Regions from separate parts of the Mus musculus genome. Here regions 1, 2, 3, 4, 5 and 6 are each linked to region 7. Evidence: chromatin contacts called from public HiChIP or PLAC-seq and promoter capture Hi-C data. All regions are on one chromosome and are shown on one strand. The core of a region is the stretch at or near the end of the contact, and the rest is flanking DNA. Distances in the headings are between cores, read along the strand shown. Region 1 holds the start of Phykpl (5-phosphohydroxy-L-lysine phospholyase). Region 2 holds the start of 0610009B22Rik (RIKEN cDNA 0610009B22 gene). Region 3 holds the start of Slc36a1 (solute carrier family 36 (proton/amino acid symporter), member 1). Region 4 holds the start of Hnrnpab (heterogeneous nuclear ribonucleoprotein A/B). Region 5 holds the start of Ccdc69 (coiled-coil domain containing 69). Region 6 holds the start of Tnip1 (TNFAIP3 interacting protein 1). Region 7 holds the start of Zcchc10 (zinc finger, CCHC domain containing 10).

Region 1 (3,261 bases), core at 653-3,152, 1.7 Mb before region 7:
TCTCCCTTTCACCTCAGGCTGCCCTGGGCCATTCTTGGCCCATTACTGCCCCCGTGTGGACTCATACCTTGTATCCTTGCAAATGGACATGCAGAGCCATGGAGTGTCCTGTGCCAGCCTGAAGTGAGGACAGAGAGAATGAGTTGTTCAAGGTCCCAAGTGAGACGCTGGGGAGTGCCCTGCCTCAACAATGAGGCTCAAGGACTGAGAGGAGGCCTTGGTTCTCCCTACCAAGAAGGCCAGTTCTCTTTGTAATTATTTGTAAGTCAAATAATTCTGGAAGGGAGGTATCTGTTTATTGAGTCCTTGACTATCCTGTGTTCCATGCCGCTAAAGAAACCAACGAGATGACTGTCCCCATGGACAGATGGCTCTGAGGCTTGAGAGAAGCGACCTTACTAGATTCCCTGTCCTTAAAGCTTTGAGTTGTCACAGGATTGGGGGACACTCCTGGCATTCAGAAGACAGTCGAGGTTAGCATACACCTGAAATCCAGGACACTGGACACGCCCAGTAGTGAAGCTGCTCACTGTGAATGCCAGCTGAGGAAACCCTGCTCTGGATTCAAGGGTTGGGCAGGGGAATGATTGCTTGTTGGTTGAGACAGGGTCTCAATACATAACTTAGGCTGGTCCCAAAGTTGCAGCTCTGCCTCAGCTTCCCAAGTGCTGGGATTACAGGCTTGCACCACCATGCCCCCCACTACATCCAAGTCTTGTTCAGTCCCTTCCTCCTTTCAGCCTGTGCCTTCTTGGCCTCCAGGGTTGCCTTGAAAGGACAGATGCCAGAAAATGGAGAGAGGATGGGACCAAGGACAGGAAGGATAGGCCTTTTCTGAGCAGGAAGATGGACTTTTAGGTAGGTTTATGGTTAAAAACATGAAATACCGCTCAGTTGGGGAAGATGGAAGGGCTCTGTGACTGGGTTTTGGTGACAAGATGCAACATTGAGAATGTACTAATGCCACTGAATTGTATGTACCCTTCAAAATTGCTTGTTTTTTTATGTATATTTTACCACAATAAAAACAAACAAAAACCACAAGAATACAAAGCTGTTCTTTAATAAGTGCTGTAAGCATTTTGCAGTTTTCTAGGGAAGAAAAGAAATAAGCTACTGGAGAATGGGGCAGCGGGCTGGCATGTGAACAAGACTGCCCCAGTCTGCTGAGGGGCCTTCTCAGGCCTTTGTTCCAGGGTTCATCAAGACAGTCAGCTCCAGCGCTCAACCCATAAGGGAGTATCCCTTCTCTCCCACCTCCGGGACCACAGAGGTCTCTTGTCACTCAGTGTGCTAGGTAAGAGTTCAGGAGACCTTGTTTTAGTCCGGCCTCTGCAGCGGGCCTATTGTGTGCCTCGGAGCAAAGCCGTTCTTTTCTGGGCCTGTTTCCTGCACAGTACATAAGGTAGGACTCAGAAGTTTTCCAAACCTCTTCCTATCTGCCCACTGCAAAATTCTCTTCCTGTAGCGACATGTCAAGTTTATCCTGTCTAATCCTAGCAAGAATTTCTAGAGATCTCCGTGGTCTGCCCCAGCAGTGGCACCGAACTCTACAGCGCCATGCCAGGAAGGCCTTTGTCCTTCCAGGGTGCCAGTAATTTACCCTCACAGGGTGTCACGTTATCAGCGCAGAGACAGCAACCTGCTCGGGCGTGCCCCGCCGCAGTTTAGAGTCCCGCTCCACCTGGCGGTCTGGGGACACATTCCTGGGAGGGAAACCTCGGGCGTAGGAGAGAAGGGCGAAGTCCGACCATGGATCAGCGGAGAGTATCCGCCCGTGATGACGTGAACTGCAAGCTATCTCGCTTGCAAGTTCCGTAAACGCCCGGGAAGGGAGCTCCTGGGGGCGGGACCAGCACTGAAGCCCCACCCAGAGCTGACGTCGCGGGCGGAGGCGGAGCTAAGCGCGCAGCATCTGGGTACTGGCTGACCGCTCGGCGCCATGGCCGCGGACACGCGCGCCAAGGCCGTCACTCTGGACCTGAGACGTCGGCTGCTCAGGTACCGGGTGTGGGCTCCGAAAGCGCGTATAGCGCCCACCCCGAGTCCCTGATTTCCCCGCCTCCCTCAGCCTACTAGAAGCGGCCGTGAACCACCCCGCGACTCCGGGGCGTCCCCTGTCCCGTGGAGCGAGCTTTGCCCCTGGCAGCCACCTGCATAAGGAGCTGGGCCTGGCCTGGGGGGCAGTCATGTCACGGGCAGGGTTACAGGAAGTCTGCTCTTGGCCTGTGAGGAGTATCCTCGGTGCCACGTGGAGAGAAGCTTATGGTTGGAACTTAGGACTGGAGCTAGCCATTACTAACGGGGACAGCAAGGCCACTGGGTTGGCAAGGAATGTTAGGGGCTGAGATGCAGCTCCTAACAAGGGGGTTTTCTTCAGGAAGCCATTCCGAAGCCCTTTTCACTGGGACTGGAGGAGTCTCAGTGTGCAAGCAAAACTGAGAGGGCCACAAAGGCTTAGTTTTGTCTCAGAAACTTTCTGCTCCGTCCTGTTCACAGGAATGGGGAGGCAGGGAAGTTCCACCGTGCCCTGCAAGCTTTTGTCCATCCCAGAATCAGGAAGGAGTGAAGGGGGCTGTAATGAGTGGAGGTCAGTCTTCAGACAGGGTTGTCGATCCTTTGCCTGTCCCCACAGCTCTTCCTGCAGACTCTTTTTTCCTGAGGATCCTGTTAAGATTATCCGAGGCCAAGGGCAGTACCTGTACGATGAGCAAGGGCGAGAGTACCTGGACTGTATCAACAACGTGGCTCATGGTCAGTATGACGCCTCTCACCCTTGGTGAGACAGGGGAGGAGGCTGAGGCCATAGATCTGACTGATAGCCTGGGTTGAACAGAACTGAATCGGATGCTCAGGGGGGCACCCCAGTCTTTGTGAAAAGACTCCACACCATAGCTGTGCTAAACCAGGCAGGCCTGAGAGGTTCACATGCCAAGGTCCAAGCTGCACGTCCCACGTGGAACTCACATCAAACCAGGCATATATACAGTCCACCCATCCATGACCACAAATGTAGTGTGCTCATCTTGGCCTCGTGCAGGGTGCTGACAGCAGGCCTTCACCTCTATTGACTACTATAGGGGTAATAGGAAACTTTAGTATGAATTCAGCCAACTGGGCTACCACAGCTGTTAGAAGGCACATTGCAGGCAGGTAAGGGTTAAAACCCAGGACTCTCCCAGCACTCAGGGCACAGAGGCAGGGGGGTCTCCTGAGTTAACAGCCAGCCTGGCCTACGCCTACATAGCAAGTTTCAGGGAC
Region 2 (3,303 bases), core at 351-2,850, 1.6 Mb before region 7:
TCTAGTTCCAGGACAGCCAGGGATACACAGAAAAACTGTTTCAAAAGCTAAACCAAAACAAAGAAATAAAAAGCATTTGGACTATGAAGTCCAAACTATTTGAAGATGATATAATCTTATACATAAAATGTCCTATGGAACCATGTAAGGGCAGACTTAGCAAGGCAACAGGAAACAAGATCAATAGAGAAACAAATGGGTTTCTATAGACCAGCAGCTAGTTCCAGAGTGATAAAAAAAAAAAAAAAAAAAACAAAAACCAAAAACCAAAAAACCCAGGATAAGGGACTATCGTTTAAGAGACACGTCATAAAATAAAAACTATAGCTTTAGGAATTTAATCAAGGCTTTCAGTGGAGGTCTTGGTGGTTAAGATCATTGGTTGCTCTTTCAGAGGACCTAAGTTTCCACTAAAAATTTCCGAAGAATTAAAGAATCTCACCTATTCTTGAAAACAAGTAAATAATGGCTGCTGGTTCAGGGGACTCGTTTTTCCTCATTGGTGTATCCACCATTAAATTGTGTATGCTCCATAAATAAACCCCTACCCATAAATACCCAAGTTAAACTCAGTGGGTACACACGCATGCTCAGTCCAGAACTCAGTAGGCAGAGGCTAGAGGATCTGTGAGTTCAAAGCTAGCTTGTTCTGCAAAGCAAGTTCCAGGACAGTCAGGGCTACAGAAAGAGACTCTGTCACAAGAAGAAAGAAGACAGGAGGAGGAGGAGGAGATGATCAACTTCACAAAGTTGTCCTCTCTTACACATGTACCATATAGCAAGCAGGCACTCCCATGATGTGTCACATACATCCACAATAATAATAATTTTAAAAAATGTATAGATATGAAAATAGAAGGGAAAGGGGGTTCAGTGGGTGTGGGATGAGAGGGTGACAAGGGCTGAAAACCACATTAAAACACATGGATGAACCTGCCAAAGGATAACTAAAGATACTAGGATGGACTGTCATCCTTGCTTTGGGGCTATTAAAGATGGCGATACATCTATTTACCCACAGATTCATTTACAACACGATGACAGAGTCCATTAAATAAACCCGTACATTTTGCTATTTTATTTTGTTATTAACCTTTTTTAAAAAATAAAATAAAAGGTCTTATGAAGCCCAGACTGGCCTACAAGTATCAGAAAATGGCTTGAATTCCTTACCCTAGCTCCCCCTTTCCAGTGCTGCGATTATCTTACACTGCCCCTCTTTAACTGTTTATTTCTGGTGCTGGGGACCAAATCCCAAACCTCCAGGTGCTAGGCAAGGGCTCTGCCCCTGAGCCACAAATCCCAAGGAAAACTCAAAGTACGCACCCACGAAAGTGACTGAACTGTATGTGCCCAGCCTCCCTGGACGGCCCCCACTTTCCCAGTCTCTAGCTCCCGACTTTTTGCTTTGGGCAGGGTCTTGCTGTCCTACAGCACTTGAGGCAATCCCTCCGGGCTCCTGAGCGCTGGGATCACAGGCGAGTGCGGGATTTTGACAACTATAAATACCTCACCTAAGCCGACTTCCCTCTAGTTCAGGGGCAGACAAGCTCAAAGAGGAAAGCAGGTCAGCCGGCCATCACACACACTCAACGTCCACCCCGCGGGGTAGCTCCGCCCACCGACTAGCCGAGACTGCTCACTGCGCATGCGTACATGTTCCCGCCTCTCCGGGAAGGACTGAGCGGCCTGCGCCGGCTGCCGACCTGACGCAAGTGACGGAAGACTGAGCATGCTCAGTAACGCGCTAAGCCCGTCCCCAGCCCCGGTCCGGCCGCCATCTTGGATCAGGGCAGCTCAGTCGACCGGGCATGCGCACATGCGTCTCTGAGCAAGGCTGCGCTAAGGGTTTTGTCCGCCATCTTGGGTCAAGGCCTCATGGGACGTCGGGGTCCCCGCGGGCCTCCTCTGGCTCTTAGAGCAATCCTTGCCTTCACCGCACGCGTACTTGCTTATGTTGTCACTGACGTTCGCCTGGAGGTGTAGAGACCGGAAGCCTGGCGGGAGATGTGGACCAGACTGCCAAGTGAGGCGGAGCTTTTAACTACAAGAATGCCAGAAAGCAAAATGGAGGTTGCAGCACCGGGCGCTTGTGTCCAGACGGTGCTGGCCGTATGCGTGGGCGGAAATGCGTAATGGGAGGGTGGTTTAGGGCGCAAATCACTGGTGTTAGGTGCTGTTAATCATCAAGGACTCTGCTCTTTCAAGTGTATGTCTGCATTGTTCACAGGTTTTCCTTATGTGTTTATTATAGTGAGACTTATCTAGCGTTGGCGTCCTGAATTCCTTCTTCCCTTAAACAGACATTTCGAAGCTACTTTGGCTAAAAATCATTGACTTCTCTCTGGGGCCACAGAGTGACTAAAGATAAAGTTTGGCATTTCTGTTTTCGTTTTGTGTTTGCTAGAAACATAAACAAAGCGAAGTAGCTCTACAAGGCACGTTCTATTTGTAAAAAAGGTGTTTCAGGATCAAAATCATGGTGTCTTTTCCCCAGTGGCTGGGGTCCGACCTTCATGCTTGGCTAGTTCTGAAAGAATAAGCTTAGAGGAATGGAGTTAAAGGTCTGTATTCCAGGCAGCAGGGAATTCAGGAGGGAGAAAGGATGCATGAGGTTTATAAACAAAACTTTACTAGGTGGAGAAGATGTTTGTTTGTTTGTTTGTTTGTTTGAGTGAAGCAGCTTTCTTTTATTGGCGGTAGTGAAGAAAATTTTTGGAATATTGGCCAATGGCAGACTACCTACCTACCTTTGATAGATAAATAACAAAACTGATTTCTTACATCTCCTTTGCTTTGGTCAGGTACCTGCCCACTTCTACATAAGCAGCATGTTTATCCATCCATTTCATCTCCCTTCAAAATTGAAGGCACAAAAAAGTCATTGTCCTAAACCTCTGGTCATCTTGATAGGAATGGGAGTTAGGGAGGAAGGGAATAAAAGTGTCTGCTACAAGAAGTCTCCAGTTATCATTTGAGCCGTAGAAATATGAACATGTTTGTTTTGTGTAGCAGCTCACAAATTTCCATTACTGAGGCTGACTGCTTTCCTGACTTCCAATTAAGGAAACTAAGTCAGTGTGTGCATATTTATGTGTTAGAACACTTTTTGGCTTTGTATACATGTGTAGAGGCCAGAAGTTAAAGTCGTGTGTCAACCTTATCACTCTTTGCTTTGCTTTTTGAGACAGTCTCCTGAGTAGCCTTGACTGGCTTTAAACTTATGCCTAGCTTGAGGATCTTACAGAACGTTCTAAAAATAAGTGTGTTTGAGATGCTCAGAAATAAGTGGATTATATGCAT
Region 3 (3,558 bases), core at 669-3,168, 1.9 Mb after region 7:
CTCCTTCTGTTAGATGCAGAAGGAGTTATCCAAAATTTCTCTCTAGCATGACCCCTTTAGGTGCCAGATCTTATGTGATTTGCAAACAACAAGGGAAGGGGGAGAATAGAGTAGGGCTTCCAACTGAACTTTCAAAATGGGTAACCCAAAGGGAACTCAGAAGGCTGCGCAGCAGGAAGTGATGGAGACAGACCTGGGATGTGGGTGGGAAGGAGGTTACTCTGCCACACTGCAAGCCTTGCTGGGCTAATACTCAGTACACCAAGGCAGTCCTCTGTAGTAGGGCTCTCAGCAGGAGAATCCAAATCTCCCTAGGTCTTGCCGGATGCCACTCATGGATGGGGATCTTGACCCAGCAAGTGTAGAGTGGGACTCTAGAAGTTGTATCATTTCTTGTTCATGTGTGTATATGTATGTGTATGCATCTGTGTATGTGTGGTGTATGGTTTATATGCTTGTGTATGTATGTATGTATGTATGTATGTATGTATGTATGTAGTATATGTAATATGTGTATGTGTGTATGTGTGTGTCGTGTATGAAGTATGTGTATGTGTGAAGTTGTCTTTGCATCTCTGTGTGTGTGGTATATGGAGTATATGCATGTGTGGTATGTACTGTTTATATCTCTGTGTGTATGGAGTACATGTATGTATGTGTGAGGTGTATGGAACATATGCATATGTGTATGTATGTATGTATGTATGTATGTATGTGTGAGGTGTATGAAGTATATGTGTGTGTATGGAGTATATGTATGTGTGTGTGGTATATGGAGTGTGTATGTGTGTGTGGTGTATGAAGTATGTGTATGTGTGAAGTTGTCTTTGCATCTCTGTGTGTGTGGTATATGGAGTATATGTATGTATGTGTGGTATATGTTTGTATGAGTATATGTGTATATGTGTCTGTGATGTATGGAGTATATGTTGTTTGTGTGTGTGTATGTGTGTGTGTGGTGTATGGAACATATGTGCATGTACGTATGTGTGTGGTGTACGAAATATATGTGTGTACATGGAGTATATGTACGTGTGTGGTGTATGGAGTATATGTATGTATATGGTGTATGGAGTATATGTCTGTGTGTATGTGGTGTATGGAGTATATGTATGTGTGTGTTTGTGGTGTATGGAGTATATTTATGTGTGTGGTGTATGGAGTGTGTGTGTGTGTGTATGTGTATGTGTGTAGCATATGGAGTATGTGTGTGTGTGTGTGGAGTGGGGCATCGGGGAGTCAGATGGTGACATTGTCTGCTTGAGTTGTTCCCTCAACTTTTTTTCCCCACAGGTTCTCTCACTGAACCTGAGCCCACTGTTTTGGCTAGATCAGTTAGTCTGCTGAAGAGACCAAGGGATCCTTCTGCTCTGGCCCCAAGCTCTGGTGTTACTGGCACACATTGTCTTGCCTGGCTCTTTATATGTACTGGGAATCTTAACTCAGGTTCTTATTGTATCCAGTAAACCATTTTCCCAGTAGCCCCTTTTAAATTTTTTTGAAGCAAGGTATCTTTAAATCACCCAGGGTATCCTTGAACTCACTCTATAACCCAAACAGGCCTTGAACTATTTTTCTTCTCTGCTCTGGTATTGCAGTCTTGTACCATCAGGCTTAGCTGCACGATTTATTTTTTAAAAGGTGCAAACTTGTGATTATAAACCAGTAAATGCACGTTAATATATGCTGAACAAATAAATTTTAGCAAGGCTAAAAATTACGGATATTTTGCATGCCGACTTCCCTGGAGACTGCCTCAAAATCTAGGTCGTCTGCCTTAGCTCTGTGGTGGTCTCAGAAGCACTGCCCTTTCTGAAGCAGCGGCTGACGGCCGCCAGGTGGCGCTGCAGAACAAGGGTCCGGGAGGAGGAGCACGGAATGGAGCGGCACGTGACCTGGGCTAGGGAGCCAGCATCACGTGACAGGGCCCGGAAGCGGCTGTCCAGGAGGCTAGAAAACCATGGCTAGGGGTCGGCGCTGAGGCTACGCGAGGTGGGCTGAGCAGGAGCGGGAGCCAGAGCCGGAGCCGGAGCCGGAGCGGGAGCCCGGGCCGGGCAGGGCCGACCGGTGAGTAGTGCGTGCCCTGCGCTGCAGTCGGGAGTCACCTCCTGCTGTAGCACCTCCCGCCAAACGGATGCTGCTGCTCAGGGACAGGTCACCCGTGGGGTGGGGTCTCCCATGCACCTTTGACAGGTGTTCAGTCATAGTTCCCAGGTGACATCGGCAGTCACTGACGGCTAGCTCGGACCAACCCTTCGTTTGCAGATGTGGCTGTTCGAGCTATGCCCTTGCCTTGGGTCACAGGGTACCAGACCGCAACTCCTTTCCTCCGAGAGTAGGGGAAACTGAGGTCCAGGGCTGTGTGTGGGCTTCCGAGGTATCCCTGCAGCAGGGTGTCAGCTTCTGCAACTGTTTGTTTTCTGCCACGTTGCCATCTGCGGGGAAACTCGCCCTGTGAAAAGGCACTTGTCCCTTCCGCTGTGGGTCGCGCGTCCTTGTTTAGCTCCGCTGTGTCTGGGCTCTCCACGCCAGGCTTGAGTTCTGGGTGTGGTTCTGTTCACTGATGGCTTTTTCCTTTCCTTTCCTTTCCTTTCCTTTCCTTTCCTTTCCTTTCCTTTCCTTTCCTTTCCTTTCCTTTCCTTCTTTTTTCCTCTCTCTCTCTCTCTCTCTCTCTCTCTTTCCTCATCACTCAGCAGGCTTCGTTTCTAACCGTTCTGCAGTTTTGTGGAAGTCACTTAGAAATATGAAATAGGACCTGGGATAGACTGGAGGGACCAAGAGAGCTCTAGGGCATGAAAAGCACAGATGTTAACTTGAAGACCGCTTGCTTTTTGTTTTGTTTTCTGAAATTTGACAGATTCAGGTAGCGACTGCTTATATGGATGGAATTAGGGGGTGGGGGCTTGTTGAGTCAGGATAGCAACATAGTGTCCTGGAAGGAATTGACTTTGGGGAATCTGCAGAGCGTGTTTTAGCTTTTGCCTCTTGCTTGATGCCTTAGGTGACTTTGAATCCTCCCTCACCCGGGTTTACATTTTCAGTGTATGAATGATGGTAGGGTCCTTTTGTTATGAAACTCATATTTTTCCTGTTTGATTTTGTTAGGAGAGATTTACCCCCTCCTTGTAATCTGTAGGCAGTAGCCTACAACAAGAGTAGATCTTGTTCTAAAAGAATTTTACCTGTTTCTAATTGTCTTGAATCTGCCCCCCCCCCATTTATGGCTCAACTAGACATTCATAATTTTAGTTGTCTTTCTCATGACCAAGATCTCTTTTGCCTCTAGTTTGCATCCTAATTTATAGTAACTAACAGGTACATTAGTGCATAGGGTTTTTTTTTGGATGGAACCCAGGGGTTCCAAACACTCTGGAAGTAGACTGCATCTACGGCCGGGCTTCTTAAAAGCTGTTGTTGAGGTTACAAGTAAGAGGCTCGACTCTCAGCCCTTGGCTTTGACCTGAGGCTGGGCCTGCTCTGGTGGGGTCTGTGCTGCTGCAGCCTCTTTGTTTTTATGTCTCTGTTTTCTCCTTAAACCCGGTGGCTGTTTGTTCAGCC
Region 4 (3,423 bases), core at 234-2,733, 1.7 Mb before region 7:
TGCAATGCCTGAGTTCCTTAGGATTCAGAATCCTAGTAGATTGCTGTCAAATACCCAGCTTACCTTTTCCACACTAGAAGAATCTTTGAAGAGAATAAACCCAAACCCTCTTGATCGTCCAGTGTTGGGATCCATTTTTATTGTACAGTCAACAACCTCTCCAAACTTAGTAAAATAATCCTTTAAGTCTTTTTTGCTGGTATCCCAGCTCAGACCACCAACGAACATTTTTCTGCAAGTGAGAGACAAGACCACAAACCTTAGAAGCTGTAAAAGAATTCTGACACTTTTCCTGGCTGGGGAAGGGCTTATGGAGCCACAGTCCCATGGACCAGTCTGAGATGGTGCCCCCTTTCAAGTTAACCCTTGCGTCGCTCTGCAATCTCGACTCAACTGGAACTCACAGCTGAACGAGACTGTACAGCCACACACGGTACATACGGGACAAGAATGTGACCCATGACCCCTCACGAGTTTAAAATCAGCGTGCCCTGCACTCATGAATCTACTTGAGCTCACGGCCTCCCAAGTACCTGCCCCAAGGAACTCTGGGTTTCCCGGTGCCAAGACCGCCCCAGGGTTCAGGCTGGAACTCCGCCCCTCGACTCGCGGCAGGCTAGGCCCGGCCCGCTGCGCGCCAACTCCGCCTACGCAGCAGAGACGCAGCCCTCGCGGCCCGATTCGCGATCCGCCGCTTTTCCTCTTCCGGGGCCGCCCGCCCCGAGGCCCGAAGTAGCCCAAGCACCGCGCGAGCGGCCCAGATCGGCCTCACAGTCGACCCCGCAAACTCCTGCAAACTCCGAGGCGCGTAACCGCGCCCGGGCCAGGCGGCAAGCGCGCCAGGCAGGCACAGCTCCGCGGGCCGCCCGCCCCTCCCCCCGCCGCGTGGCGCCAACAAAAGACGGCCCCAGAACAAAGGCGGCGGCCCGCGGCCGCACCTACCCCGCGTCCTCCTCGTTCTTGCTGGCGTTGATCTGGTCGCCCTCCGCGCCGTTCTGGTTCCCGCTCGGTGCGGTCGTGGTCCCGCCCCCAGACCCGGCCGAGGCCGCGGGGGCCGCGGCAGCCGCGCTGGGCTCGACCGGGGCCTCGCCTTCGGGGGCGGCCTCGTGTCCGTTCTCGGTGGCGCCCGTCGTCTCCATGGGCTGCTCCTCAGCCGCGTCCGACATGGTCGGCCAGGCCGCAGCGGCTACTGCAACGAGCGGCGACAGCGCGTCAGGCCCCGCGGCGCTCCCCGAGCTCCCGCCCACCGCCCGCGGCCGGGCCGCTCACCTCGCCGCCGATGACGCCGCGAGGCCCTACTCGCCGCAGAAGGCGACGCGCGGGCTTGGCCGCGGTCACGCTCGCACCCCCGAGGGCTCGTCCGCAGCCACTGACTATCGCTCCGCTCGGCCGCCGCCGTACACTGCCGATAAAGAAGACCTTAACTCCGTCCCGCGCGGTGCCACCGCCTGACAATGCCAACTCGTGGAGCTCTTTATAATGCCGAAGCCGGGCACCACCTCGTAACAACGGATACTCTCATTGGGCAAAGCGAACCGCCACTCACCATTGTCCTAGCATCTTATTGGCTGCTTCTGCGCGCGCGCTCTAGATCCGGGCGGGCTTTGTCCTCATTTTAGAACGCGCGCGAGTCGGAGAACTGTCTACGGTTCCGGTCACCGGGCGAGCACGTCCAATGTCCCCAGCTGCCCGGGGTACACGGCAGTCTGTCATCCTATCCCTACATCCTATTCTACACTAGCAACCCCGGCCTCCCAAAAGAGGAGAATGAGCCGGAGGAAGTCCCCTAAATCCAAGGTCGCCCGGAGAAAGGAGCCTAATCTTGGAGTGCTCTAATCTACGGAGTGCTGCGGTCATCGGAGGCCTTCAGCACAGCCTGCTCCTAAACCTCGGCATCCTGAGATGCCAGGGCTCCTGCCCTCTTCAGTGAGCTAGCTGGGGCCATCCATGGAGGCCTGGCGCAGTGAACGTTGGACCGTAGTATTTCCAGTGTCTGCTTGACACCCATAGATACTTAATATCGCATTAGTGTTTAGCTTTGCCTTTAATTTTTATTTCTTTCCTTTGGTTCCGTTTTGTGTTTTTTGAGACCAAGTCTGGTATCCTCCGACTGGCCTTGAACTCTTGACCCTCCATTTTCACCCCCTCAGTGCTGGAATTATGTGCTGCACCACCACTGTGCCTAGCTTAATTTCACTGATTTTTAGATGATCCTAAATGGAAAAATTAAGAGTCTTTTCATGTAGCCCCAGGATATGATTACAGACATGTGTCACCCTGCCTAGTCTGACAACTTGCTTTTGGAAAAATAGCCCTGTTAAATGAGGTTATGGTAAAGAGGGGTAGTTTTCTTTTAAGCATTGACCATAAAACTTTAAAGGCCTGGGTTAGGCCATGATTCCTGTGTATGTGTGCATACGTTTGTGTTGAGTGTAAGTTCTATGCCCTGAGTGTGTAAATCAGACAAGGTATCAATCTTCACTTTCCATTTTGTTCTTTATAATTTTTTTTTCCTTTAAACAAACTAGCTGGCCCACAACTTCATTTTTAGACCTAGGCTGGTCTTGAAGTCACAGAAAACTGCCTGCCTGCCTTCTAAGTGCTGGAATTAAAGGTGTGAGTCATCCAATGGATGGATGGATATAGATAGATAGATAGATAGATAGAGATATATATAGATTTTTTTTTTTGAGACAGGGTTTCTCTGTATAGCCCTGGCTGTCCTGAAACTCACTTTGTAGACCAGGCTGGCCTCCAGGCAAATGGTCTCACAAGCTTTGGAGATTCTCTGTCTCCTCCCACATTGATGGAGTAAGCTGAAGTTAGATTTGTGCTCCCCTGTTCAGCTGTGGGCACTGGAGTCCTGAACTCAGGTCCTCATGCTTGTGCCCACGTGGCCCACTGAACCCTCTCCAGATCCAGAACCTCTTGCCTCTTGACTTTTTTTTTTTTTGGTTTTTCGAGACAGGGTTTCTCTGTGTAGCCTTGGCTGTCCTGGAACTCACTCTGTAGACCAGGCTGGCCTCGAACTTAGAAATCTGCCTGCCTCTGCCTCCCGAGTGCTGGGATTAAAGGCGTGCGCCATCACACCCTGCTTTTATTTTATTTTTGAGACAAGGTCTTTCTACACATCCCTGGCTGTCCTGGAATTCACTATGTAGGGAAAGGCTGGCTTTAAATTTACAGAGATCAGTGTGTCTCTGACTCCTGAGCACTGAAAGGTGAGAAAGTGAGTGTTTTTCAAGACAGGACGTCTCTGTGTAGTCCTGGTTGTCCTGGAACTCATTCTATAGTACGGGCTGACCTCAAAGTCACAGAGATTTTATTTATTTATTTATTTATTTATTTATTTATTTATTTATTTATTTATTTATGTTTGGACTGGGTCTCACTGTGTATCTCATGCCCAGATTGTCCTTAATT
Region 5 (3,601 bases), core at 200-2,699, 1.8 Mb after region 7:
GGCCCAAGGCAGACATGGAGGCCCTTTGAGGCAGCAAAGGTGAAGGGCTTTGCAGTTATCAAGAAGCCCTTAGAAGCCAGGTATGGTAGCCCAGGCCTATAATTTCAACATTAGGGAGGCTAAGTAAAATTGAAAGTTTGGGGCCAATCTAGGCTACATATTGAGAGCTTGTCTAAAAAATCTGAACAAAAACATCCAGCCTGCTGTGGTGGGGAGGCTGGTAATCCCAGCATTGGAGAGGCAGGTGAATTAGCAGTGCAAGGCCAGCTTTGGCTACACATTAAGTTTAGGACAGCCTGGGCTACACCAGACCCTGTCTCCAAAAGTGGGGATGGGGAGAAAAATAAAACAATGAAAAGTTAGTCCAAGTGCAGGGGAGGGTTCAGAGAACACACACACACACACACACACACACACACACACATTGACAAAGTTAGGGGTAGATAAACAGAGGTAACAGGAAGACTAATGAGCTGAAGTTCCTTGCAAAATTAATCATTTTCACAGTGGGGACTGATGAAGTTCACGGGCTGTCCATCCCCACAAGGGGTGGAGAGACTGGCAGACAGGAAAAAACGACTAGGACTCTAGAGTGCCTGTTTCCTTCTCTGGGCCCCCGGCTGTCCTCAGTGGATTTGGCCCTGAATCTAGGCTCTGACCTCCTGACGTTTCTCAGACCTCAAGGGGCAGAAACCTGAGTCAGTCTCTTGGGCTCTAACCCAGCTTCAGGGCTCTGGGGCGGGAGGGACAGGAAGGAGGAGAGAGCTGCAGGAGACTACAAATCAACTCCCACTTTGGCTCCTCCCAGCTACCCTAAGGGCAGCCCACGCACCGCTCAGTTCCCGCAGGAAGCCCTGACCCGCTTCCTAGGCTCTAAAGGGTGCAGTGATCCCAGGCGAAACTCGTTAAGAGGCAGCCTGTGTCTAGCAGCCCTTGGGCAGACCAGGGAGTTGAGGTTTCCAACAGGTCTCAGGTGATGCTGGTGCTGTCCGGCTGTGGACCTATCAGAGATTGCCGGCCTTAGACCTTAGCTCAAGGCGCAGAGAGGTTAAGAACTCTGTCCTCTACTACACAGTGACAGCCCCACACTGAAGGCCACCTGCCACGGACACACCAGTCACCTCCCCGCGGGGACAGCAGGGTCAGCTGCAGTTTGTCTGGGACTGAGTGTGTTAACTCGGCTTCTGATTGCCGGGTCGGGCGGAGACAGAGCACCCCCACCCCCGCACCCCAATCTCCATGACTGCCCCCCCCACTGCTGTCCATCTGGTGTCCTCTGCTGTCCCTCTGAGCGCCCCCCAAGCAGACCTCCGTGTGCGGGCTCCCGGTACCTTCTCTGCGCGCTTGCCGCGGCTGTGCCGGCTTTGCCTGCAGCCCATCCTGCTTCGCGCGTCCCGCTGGCTGTGACTCTCAACCGCCCGGAGCTGCAGCCGCGCCGGCTGCGCGCCTTAAATGCCGGAAGAGCAGGGCCTGCGCGGGGCCCCGGCCGAGCCGGGGCCGGGCCAGGGCAGGTGCCAGCGGCGCTCCACGCCAGAAGTACCTGAGGCCGGGGCAGGAGAGATCCCCAGGAGCCACAGATGGTTCTCAGGACCCTCTGATGAGAAAGAGCTGAGAGGGAAAAGAACGAAAACAATTAAACCAGGCGTTGTGGCACACGTCTGTAATCCCAGTTCTGAGGAGGTGGAGGCAGGAGGATCACAAGTTCGAGGACAGTCTGATATATATAGGGGGTTTAAGACCAGGCAGGGCTACATGATAACCTGTCATACAAAGGGAACGGGGTTGGAGAGAGATCTTAGCAGTTAAGAGTATTTTTCTGCCCTTCCAGGGAACTATGGTTCAACTCCAGACACCCACATCGGGTGGCTCAAAGATGCCTGTCCGGCTCCAGCACATGGGCCTTTTAACCTCTGAAGGCACTGAGGGTGAGTGCCTATAGACCCAGCACTTAGGAGGCTGAGGCTGGAGTTTCAGGAAGAGGCTACAGAGTAAGTAAGAGCTTATCTCAAAAACAAAACTAACCAAGCAAGCAACCAAAAGAACAAGCCAGCTGCAGGCTCAGTGGGAAAGGCAGTTGCCTGTGATGCCGACTTGAGCTCCATCCCCAGGCCCCACTTGGTGGAAGGAGAAAAGGAACATGCATGCCAAGGCTCACACACTGCATTACCCATTCATAACTAAATCTACATTTCCTGAGCTGAAAAGGCCAATCAATTTGCAGTTCCAGGAGCCTGAGGCAAAAGGACAACCACAAGTTGGAGGTCAGTCTAGGCTACAGAGTGAGCCCTTGTCTCAAAAGAAAATGAATTAAAATTATCTCAGTGAGTAAAGGTGCTTGCTACTAAGCTGATGACCTAAATTCAATTCCCAGGAAAAAGAGAGCCAACTCCTGAAATTTGTCCTCTGATCTCCATATGTAGGCCATGTGCACACATGTGTGCACACACACTCACTCTCCCCTCTTCAATAAACAAATGAATAAATGAAATAAAAGTATACTTCAGAGAGGGACAATGCTGGTAGCAAGGCCCAGAGCCCAGGTCAAATGCTCCCCCAAACCTGGCTTTTGTAACACCCCTGCAAATAAATGACACCCACTTTCATTGTAAGCTTTCCACAAGGCTGGGCCAATAGCTTTCCCCAGCTCACAAGATCTGTGTGACATAGTCTTCTCTCCTCAGGACAGACACTGCAAGCTTGCCAGATGCAGTGGGAATGGGGACAATAGGGTCAGAATCTAGGACAAGAGACTCCTTTCTATCTTCTTGGAGTGCTCACTGGGAGCTGCACGTGGGAAGGCGATAACAGCTTTGAAAGTCAGCGCTCCAGAGTACTGGGCACAGGTTAGAAAATCCGTGTCAGGGTCACAAACTCTCTGAAAGTTGTATTGAAGAAAGAGACCCAGTGCAATGAATAACACATTCAAGGCAATGACCCTCCAAAGAGCAGAAAACAATATTGAGCTGGGCATGAGGGCTTATATTTGTAGTTCAAACAGCAAGAAAGCTGAAGCAGGGGGTCACTGTGAGTTCCAGGCAAGCCTGGACTACATAATGAAACCCTGTGTCTTAGTCACTGTTTTATTGTTATGAAGAGGCACTATGAGTAAGGCAACTCTTAAAAACAGAAAGCATTTAACTGGGGGGTGGGGTGGGGTGGGCTTCTTACAGTTTCAGGAGCTTAGTCCATTATCATGGCAGGGAGCATTTAAAGGCACTGGAGCGATAGCTGAGAGTGTTACATCCTGATGGACAGATGGGGCGGGGAACAGGGCTGGACATGGGCTTTTGAAATCTCAAAACACTCCCCCAATGACACACCTCCTCCACAAGGCCACACCTCCTAATCCTTCCTAAACAGTTCCACCAACTGAAACCAAACATTCAAATCTTTGAACCTATGGGGCCATTCTCATTCAAACCACCACAGAAATGCTTAGTAAGGCAGCCAAAGTGTGGGGCAGGTGAGAAGGCTCAGTGGATTAAAAGGGTTCACTACTCAATTCAATCCCCAGAACCCACATGATGGAAGGAGAGAAGTGACCTTCCCCTGCAAGCTGTCCTCTGACCCACACATATATGCCATGGTGCAGAACATCCTG
Region 6 (3,552 bases), core at 923-3,422, 1.6 Mb after region 7:
CAAGAATCCAGAGCCAGCCTGGACTACATGAGACTCTGTCTCAAAGCAACCCCTTCTCATCAAATCATACACAAACAACAACAACATCAACAATGGCACTAAATTAACTGAGTCTGTAGTTTCAGCTCCCCTCAGCCTAAAAAGGCATTTTTAATTCTACCTACCTTCCTAGGCTATGAAGGCCACAGTTTTTTTCTGTGTTCATGCATCATCTTTTACATTTATTTTTATTTATTTATTTATTTATTACAAGTGTGTATCATGTGTGTATGTCTCCCTAGCACATGTCACAGCACATGTAATGGAGCTCAGAGGACTGTATGTAGGAGTCCTGTCTCTCTTACTACATGAGTCCCAGGGATTAAACTCGGGTTGTCAGACTTAGCAACAAGCTCCTTTAGCCCCTGAGCCATCTCTGCATCCCCCAGTCATCCTCTCAAGAGGAAGGAAAGCATTTGCATTCACAACTTGCCCTCTTCCCAGGACACCTCCCACCTCCTGAAGTCTGGGCTTTGATTCTGACCCTGACACTCACTCCTGGTCTGTAACCTAGCTTTCTAAGCAAGGCTATGGGGACAACAGCAGGGCCAGTTTGTGGCACACACAGAGAGAAATGGCCCTAGTGATAAGAAGCATGGTCATTGTGGTCTGGGGCAGCAGGGAGTGTGGATCTTCCTCTCTCAGGGGATCTCAGGCCTACTGCTGGGGCTCACTTTGCCTGGATCTCACTGAGAGCTGTCTGAGGAGGTGGCCTCTGGCCACGGCTGCTGGCTTCCTCGCCAGCCTTGTCCTCCTCTTTCTCCTCCCCGGCTCTTTCTCCTGTGTCCCTAACCTGCCTGTTATTCTCTGGTTTCTAGGACAATGACACCAGGGAAATTCCCAGCTCCTCATACACTGGCCCTGCCAGGCCCCTCCCACGGTCTCGAGGAGTCCTGGGTCTTTCCTTCTCTGGCTTCTCTCCCTCTGGCCCGCCTGACTCCAAATCAGAGTATCAAGCTGGCTCCAAACTGGGATCCTAGCTTGCTCCTCATCATCTTCCTGGAAGTGGGAAGAGATTAGTCCCTAAGGGAGGCAGACCCATAGGACCAGAACATTGCCCAATCCTGGGAAGCCCTACCAGGCCCCAATAGCATTTCTCTCTCAATCTACCCCATACCTTCTCATGTCTTCTAGAATCTCGCCACATTCCTCCCTCATTCTGCAGTCCAGAGGTCACTGTCAAAAGTCAGACCCAGCCTCTGGCCCTTACCTCCCCCAGCCAGGGACTTCCCTAGGCTGGCCCTCTGACCAGCTTCGGAAAAACTGGACTGCTTATTATCAAAAAAAGAAGTCCCCACCATCTGCCAGCCCTTGGCCCCACTCCCAGGGCCTCAAGTTCTCGGTGAAAGGTTCACCCTCAGAAGGAGCCAGTGGGCCTCAGAGCAAAGAAGTCTGGAGACAGGGGAGGGGTTCCTTCATTCCAGTGCTGAGGAGGGGCTCAACAGCTATTGTGTCCCCCAGGGAGCAAGATGGGTTTCCACCAACCTTCCTTGTTTGGGTTTAGACTTCCAAACTGCCCAGCTCATCCCACACCATCCCCCTCAAAATTCACATTCACACAGAGACAGACACCCAGACCATCCACAAACATAAACACTCCCATGGACCGATATATGTACCTGCTCCTGGGAGCCTGACACAAATGCAAACATGTCCTCTCACACACAAGAAAATATGGGAACAAGAAAGAGAAAAGTCCCCTTCACCCCTCAGAGAGAGGGATAGTACAGAAAAAGAGAAAGTCTCTCTTTCCTTCCCTTTGGAAAAGTTGCAGACATTCGGAGAGAAGATTGGTCAGAACAAGTACGAGGGAGAGAGACAGAGGTCAGAGGGCAAAGGAGGCTCAGGGAAGAACAGAGACACAGAATTCAAGGCCCTAGGTGGGCCCACCAAGCTAGGCTGGGGAGCAAAAGACCCCAGCTGGCAGAGAAGAGGAGGCCAAGCAGTTACTGACACACAGCTGGGAAGGTCTGGTGGCCTTGACATTACCGTGTGACGCTCCTGGAATCTGCCTTGTCACACCTACCTTCAGCCCAGGTCACTCATCCGAGAATGCACGAGGTGATCTGAAGATGTGCCCAGTGAGTGCGGCCATGCCTCCCTGTGTCCCTGTGAAGGTTGCTGGGCTTTCTGAGCTTCTGCAGGAAGGAGGGCTGGGCGGAGCTGACTCTGAGGCAGGAGGGGAATTCCCCCATGATGGAGAAGCCAGCCACCAGGCAGCCCCACAAGGCCGAGCTGAGGCCCCATCCCGCCTCTGGCAGAGCAGAGGGCCCTTTGCCAGCCTCCACCTGTTGCTCCCCAGGCTGCCTGTCACTTGTGGTAGATTCCAGGAAGGGGAGGGGGCTCTGGAGAAGAGCTGAGAGCCTGCTGGCTCCTGAGCTGGGCTGGGAATCAAGCAAAGGCAGGTACAAGGACACAGGCCACCTGGGCTGCCCTGCTGGGATGGCCTGGAGATATATGTTTCCTCTTTTGTTCAAAGTGGGGGATTCCAGTGTGCGTGGCCTTGGGGAAATCTCCAGGCATCCTGCTCACGTCCTCCTGTCTTGTTCCTGCCTCATCTGCTCCCAAGCATCCTCTCCAGAGGAGGAAAAGTTTCTCATTCTTCCCCAGATGCTGAGTCTTGCTGAGTCTCACTTGGATGTCCAGCCACACTTGGAAACCCTTGGCCCGTTCTGAACCTGCCAGCTGCAGTCTGAGCATGCCACTTCCTCCTGAGCTTTGTGTGATGGTTATTCTCTATGATCAACTTCACTGGATTTAGAAGTCTCGAGGAGATACACCTGGGGTGTGCCTGTAAGGCCTTTTCCAGAGAGGTTTTCCAAAAGAGGGAAGACCCACCTTGAATGTGGACAGCACTGTCCGGGGAGGCTGGGGTTCCAGACTGAATGAAAAGTGGGGATCAGGAGAGGGTTGTTCAAGCACTGTTTTCTGCTTTCTCTGCTCTTCCTGATCCACTAGATGTGAGCGAGCCCCCGGATGCACTTGCCACCACAGCTTAGAGCCACTCCCACACTGCCAGGCCTTCCTACCAGAGTGGACTGTATCACCTCAAACTGGGAGCCAACATAAACCCCTCCTCTAAGATGCTGCTTGTCAGTCTTTTGTCACAACAAATGACTGCTCACACATGCACGTGTCACTGACCCCCATCTCACTCACTGTCACACCCACTGCAAAGTGGGAAACTGAGTCTTGCTCTGTCTGCTTTCTGCAACTGTACCAGAAGCCAAAAGATGCTTTGTCGACACCCCTTGTAAACCACTGACTACATATATAAAGTTACCCACTGCCATTCACTACCTGCCACAAAAATGTCTGAGGAGATAGGAAGAGGCCACCTGGGTGAGAGAGGCTTTCTTGATTATCCCTAGTTCAGGACTGTCCTATCCAACTGAGTGACCATTATCCACATATGGTGGATCAAATGTAAATTAACTAAACCTAAATAAAAGCAATAATTGAGGAAATGAGGAAATAGCTCAGTGGGTAAAGTGCTCACTGATTTTGAGCCCC
Region 7 (3,664 bases), core at 514-3,013:
ATCCTTGGACCAATGTTGGGGAGTTGAAGTACAGACTGTAAGTCATCAAATTCTCTTACCCATGAGTTCTGTGACTCTAGAGAACCTAATACACACATACTGGGTAAAAACTCTACCACAGAGCTACATCTCAAGGCCCCAAACTTTCACTCAGGAAATTCATCTGAAGGGGGGAAGGTTGGAAGACGGGCAGATAAGAGGGGATGGGGAGATGAGCAGGCCTGGGATGCATGACGTGAAATCCACAAAGAATCAATTAGAAGTTTTAAAAAGATTTTATCTGGGAAAACAAATGCCTGAACGCAATAAGTCAGGTATGGGCTGGAGGAGGACTAATGAAGAGTGATTTGGTTTTGTAGATATAAAAAAAAATTTTTTCAAGACAGGGTTTCTCTGTGTCGCCTTGGCTGTCCTGGAACTCACTCTGGAGACCAGGCTGGCCTCATATTTGCTATATAGCCCAGGTTGGCCTTAACCTCCTTGTCCTCCTTTCTCTACATCCTGAATCCTGATTTTAGAAACTTGTGTCATAACTTGGGAATTAGACTAGCCTGAGCTAAGTTTCTGGCCAGCCTGAAAAATTAAAGATGTTATCTTTAACAATTAAAAAAAAAAAAAAAAAAAAAGAGGGGCCTGGAGAGATGGCTCAGAGGTTAAGAGCACTGACTACTCTTCCAGAGGTCCTGAGTTCAATCCCAAGCAAACACATGGTGTTTCTGTCTGGTCCTGTCTCCCTCTCCACTCCCCTTACCCCTCCTCCTCTCTTAAGACTCAACCAAACTGAGTAGAATTCAGAGATCTGCATGCCTGTGTCTCCTGAGTGCTGGGATTAAAGGAATGTGCCACCACACCTGGAACTAAATTTCTTTACCTGAAACTTTCTCTGTACCATGCTGGCCTGGAACTCATGTCTGTACTCCCATCACTTATGATTGATTCCTTTCCAGAGCAGCCATGTTGCTGGATTAAAATTCCTCTACACAGCCGGGCAGTGGTGGCGCATGCCTTTAATCCCAGCACTTGGGAGGCAGAGGCAGGCAGATTTACAAGTTCGAGGCCAGCCTGGTCTACAGAGTGAGTTCCGGGACAGCCAGGGCAACACAGAGAAACCCTGTCTCAAAAAAAGACCAAAAAATCCTCTACGCAGATCTTTGAAAGAAAAATCAAAAACAAAAAAAAAAAAACCAAAACAAAACAAAAAACCAACCAAACAACAACAAAATCAGAATGATCCAGTCATCATGACGACACCTGTAATTTCTTGGGGTTTTTGGTGTTTTGTTTTTTGAGACAGTTTGTGTGTGCAGCCTTGGTTTTCCTGAAACTCCCTGTGTAGATGAGGCTGGCCGTGAATCCCATCAAGTGTTGGAATTAAAGATGTGGGCCATTACTTCCTGGCCTTTTTGGTTTTGTTTGGTTTGGTTTTGAGCTAGGGCCATAAGTTTTCCCAGGTTGGCCTCAAAAACATAGCAATCCTCTTGCCTCAGCCTCCAAAATCCTGGATTACAGGATTTTTTTTTTTTAGGATTTTTTGAATACTACAAAATTCCACTGCATATGTATTACAGACCCCTGGTTTGAGATCACCCTTCAAGACCCTATTCATACTGAACACACAAGCCCACATTAGAAAAGACAAACCAGCTAGTGGCCACCATTAGCCTCTTCTGAATTGAGCCCGTCTGGCCCCGCCCAGGACCGCAGAGGTTTCTAAGGACCCGCCCACCGGTGCTAGTTTCCCAAAAACCCGTGCGGCAGACTCCAGCCGCTCCAAGATGGCGACTCCCATGCATCGGCTCATAGCTCGAAGGAAAGCGTAAGTGAGATGCTTGTGGGGTGTGCAGGAGGGCTGGGGGCGTGCAGACGCCTGTCCGCTAGCTAGTGAGCGGGCGCAGGCTGCTGAACTGAGCGGGATTTGAAGAGAGTTCGAAATGAATCCAAGAATTGGTCGTTGGGTGGTCTGTGTTCCTCTGTCCGGTCCACATGTCAAGGGTAGCCTGGATGCTTGATCCCACATCTTCCCTCTCAAGATCCCAAACTTTTCCCTCTTCAGCGTACCTGCCTCCTTCCTATCGCCCTTTCTAGAAACAAGCCTGTCTGCAATGCCTATTAATTCCCCATCGACCGTTTCACTTTCTGCAGCTCTCACTGTAAATAATTATTTTAGTACAATCACTCACAGACAGTTTCTCTGAAGAAAAATGTATTCAAGCTACGCAGCTTAACAGTTTTATTGTGGAACCTGTTGATACTCTAAACAAGTACAGCTAGTGGTTTAAATAGCTTTGTAGGAGCCGGATGGTGATGGTACATCCAAGCATTCAGGAGGCAGAGGTAAGCAGATTTCAGAATTCGGGGCCAGCCTGGTCTACAGAGTGAGTTCCAGGACAGCCAAGGCTACACAGAGAAACCCTGTCTCTCTAAAAACAAAACAAAGTTAAGCTTTAAAGGGGATAAGAGGCTGTGGTGAGGAAAGGCAAAAGGCCCAGTTCAAGTCAGTTCTAGAAATTCATCTGTGAGGGGTGACATTTGAAAACAGACTAAAAGCCATAGAAAGGACTGAGTCAGCAGAGGATTTGGGGAAAGATAGGAAATGGTATATTTGCTATGAGTCTGTTAGAATTTGGGGGTGGGTTGGGCAGATTTAGAGACAGGATTTGTCTGTGTAGCCCTGGCTGTCCTGGAACTCACTCTGTAGACCAGGCTGACCTCGAACTCAAGATATCTGACTGCCTTCAGTATGCTGGGATTAAAAGCTTGTGCCACCATGCCCAGTTTGAATCTCAGTAACTATCAGTCCTGGTGGCAGATGCCTTTAATCCAAGCACTGGAGAAGCAAAATCAGGTGGAGTAGCACTGAGTCAAAGCCAGCCTGATCTAAAGAGCAAACTGCAGGCCAGCCTCAGCTGTGTAGGGAGACCCTGTCTCCGAAAAGAAAAAAAACCAACCAACTCAATAACTACCCATTCAGTGGTGTAAGCGATGTAAGGGGCGGAGACCAGTTACTTGAACATGAATTTGAGTCCAGCCTGGGCAACATAATAAGACTTCATCTTAAAACCCTCCAGTAATGTCATACCCACTCTGCATGGCTGTGTGACATGCATGTCATGTTGTATTTCTCAGACCTATCAAAAGTCATAATACGAACCTGAAAGGAAACAGTTTATACATCTAATACCTGCATTGCTTCGCACTTTGCTTTTGACCTAAGCTGTGGTTTATGAGTTTAAAACCCGAGTGTTGGGCCTGACGTTGGTGGATTGTGCTTTTGATCTAAGCACTCAGGAGGCAGAAGCAAGTGGGTCTGTGAGTTCAAGGCTAGGCCAAGCTGGGTATGGTGGCTCACACTTTTAATCCTAGTATTGTGTGGCAAGTGTCTTTAACCCACTGAGCTGTCTCACCACCACCATTTTTTATTAGTAAGTTAAAAAGAATGATAGCCAGGCACAGTGGCACATGCCAGCACTTGGGAGGCAGAGGTAGATCTATGAGTTTGAGGCCAGTATGGTCTATAGATGGAGTTCCAGGGAAAAAAATCAAAAGCAGAATCAACCAACCAAATGAACAAGCTTTTTCATTTATGTGTGAATAGGAGTAGAGGTCAGAGGACAAGTCGTTGGGGGTCAGATCTTTGGGCTTACAGCAAACACCTTATCCACCC

Evidence for each region. Promoter capture Hi-C pulls out the DNA fragments that hold promoters and counts their contacts. HiChIP or PLAC-seq counts read pairs in DNA pulled down with a chosen protein or histone mark.
Region 1: a contact with region 7 is called in a promoter capture Hi-C map of liver, with 5 times the contacts expected there. The contact joins the promoter of Phykpl here to the promoter of Zcchc10 in region 7. A contact is called at or near these places in 3 of 39 promoter capture datasets (the C10 cell line, liver and pre-B cells).
Region 2: a promoter capture Hi-C map of liver shows a contact between it and region 7, with 4 times the contacts expected there. The contact joins the promoter of 0610009B22Rik here to the promoter of Zcchc10 in region 7. A contact is called at or near these places in 7 of 39 promoter capture datasets (the 3T3-L1 cell line, the C10 cell line, hippocampal neurons and 3 more) and 2 of 115 datasets of contacts at active chromatin or transcription factors (large pre-B cells and pancreatic cancer cells).
Region 3: a contact with region 7 is called in a promoter capture Hi-C map of liver, with 4 times the contacts expected there. The contact joins the promoter of Slc36a1 here to the promoter of Zcchc10 in region 7. A contact is called at or near these places in 3 of 39 promoter capture datasets (liver and pre-B cells).
Region 4: a contact with region 7 is called in a promoter capture Hi-C map of liver, with 5 times the contacts expected there. The contact joins the promoter of Hnrnpab here to the promoter of Zcchc10 in region 7. A contact is called at or near these places in 6 of 39 promoter capture datasets (embryonic stem cells, hematopoietic stem and progenitor cells, hippocampal neurons and 2 more), 1 of 115 datasets of contacts at active chromatin or transcription factors (large pre-B cells) and 1 of 9 other capture datasets (liver).
Region 5: a promoter capture Hi-C map of liver shows a contact between it and region 7, with 5 times the contacts expected there. The contact joins the promoter of Ccdc69 here to the promoter of Zcchc10 in region 7. A contact is called at or near these places in 4 of 39 promoter capture datasets (hematopoietic stem and progenitor cells, liver and pre-B cells).
Region 6: an H3K27ac HiChIP or PLAC-seq map of bone marrow-derived dendritic cells shows a contact between it and region 7, with 12 times the contacts expected there. The contact joins the promoter of Tnip1 here to the promoter of Zcchc10 in region 7. A contact is called at or near these places in 1 of 39 promoter capture datasets (pre-B cells), 1 of 115 datasets of contacts at active chromatin or transcription factors (bone marrow-derived dendritic cells) and 1 of 9 other capture datasets (liver).

What each region holds. Positions count from the first base shown.
Region 1 is chr11:51,582,879-51,586,139 of GRCm38.p6, forward strand. It overlaps Phykpl (5-phosphohydroxy-L-lysine phospholyase), which reads left to right and starts at 1,903. Exons shown (of 13, transcript NM_028398.3): 1 at 1,903-2,001; 2 at 2,636-2,754. The coding sequence starts at 1,943. It overlaps Col23a1 (collagen, type XXIII, alpha 1), which reads left to right. Exons shown (of 29, transcript NM_153393.2): 29 at 1-1,047.
Region 2 is chr11:51,687,034-51,690,336 of GRCm38.p6, forward strand. 0610009B22Rik (RIKEN cDNA 0610009B22 gene) reads right to left here and starts at 1,601. Exons shown (of 2, transcript NM_025319.2): 1 at 1,515-1,601.
Region 3 is chr11:55,202,422-55,205,979 of GRCm38.p6, forward strand. Slc36a1 (solute carrier family 36 (proton/amino acid symporter), member 1) reads left to right here and starts at 1,919. Exons shown (of 11, transcript NM_153139.4): 1 at 1,919-2,067.
Region 4 is chr11:51,605,398-51,608,820 of GRCm38.p6, forward strand. Hnrnpab (heterogeneous nuclear ribonucleoprotein A/B) reads right to left here and starts at 1,484. Exons shown (of 8, transcript NM_001048061.1): 1 at 1,270-1,484; 2 at 943-1,189; 3 at 64-232. The coding sequence starts at 1,166.
Region 5 is chr11:55,076,682-55,080,282 of GRCm38.p6, forward strand. Ccdc69 (coiled-coil domain containing 69) reads right to left here and starts at 1,450. Exons shown (of 7, transcript NM_177471.4): 1 at 1,332-1,450. The coding sequence starts at 1,379.
Region 6 is chr11:54,960,768-54,964,319 of GRCm38.p6, forward strand. It overlaps Tnip1 (TNFAIP3 interacting protein 1), which reads right to left and starts at 2,173. Exons shown (of 19, transcript NM_001199275.2): 1 at 2,066-2,173.
Region 7 is chr11:53,322,926-53,326,589 of GRCm38.p6, forward strand. Zcchc10 (zinc finger, CCHC domain containing 10) reads left to right here and starts at 1,764. Exons shown (of 4, transcript NM_026479.4): 1 at 1,764-1,816. The coding sequence starts at 1,776.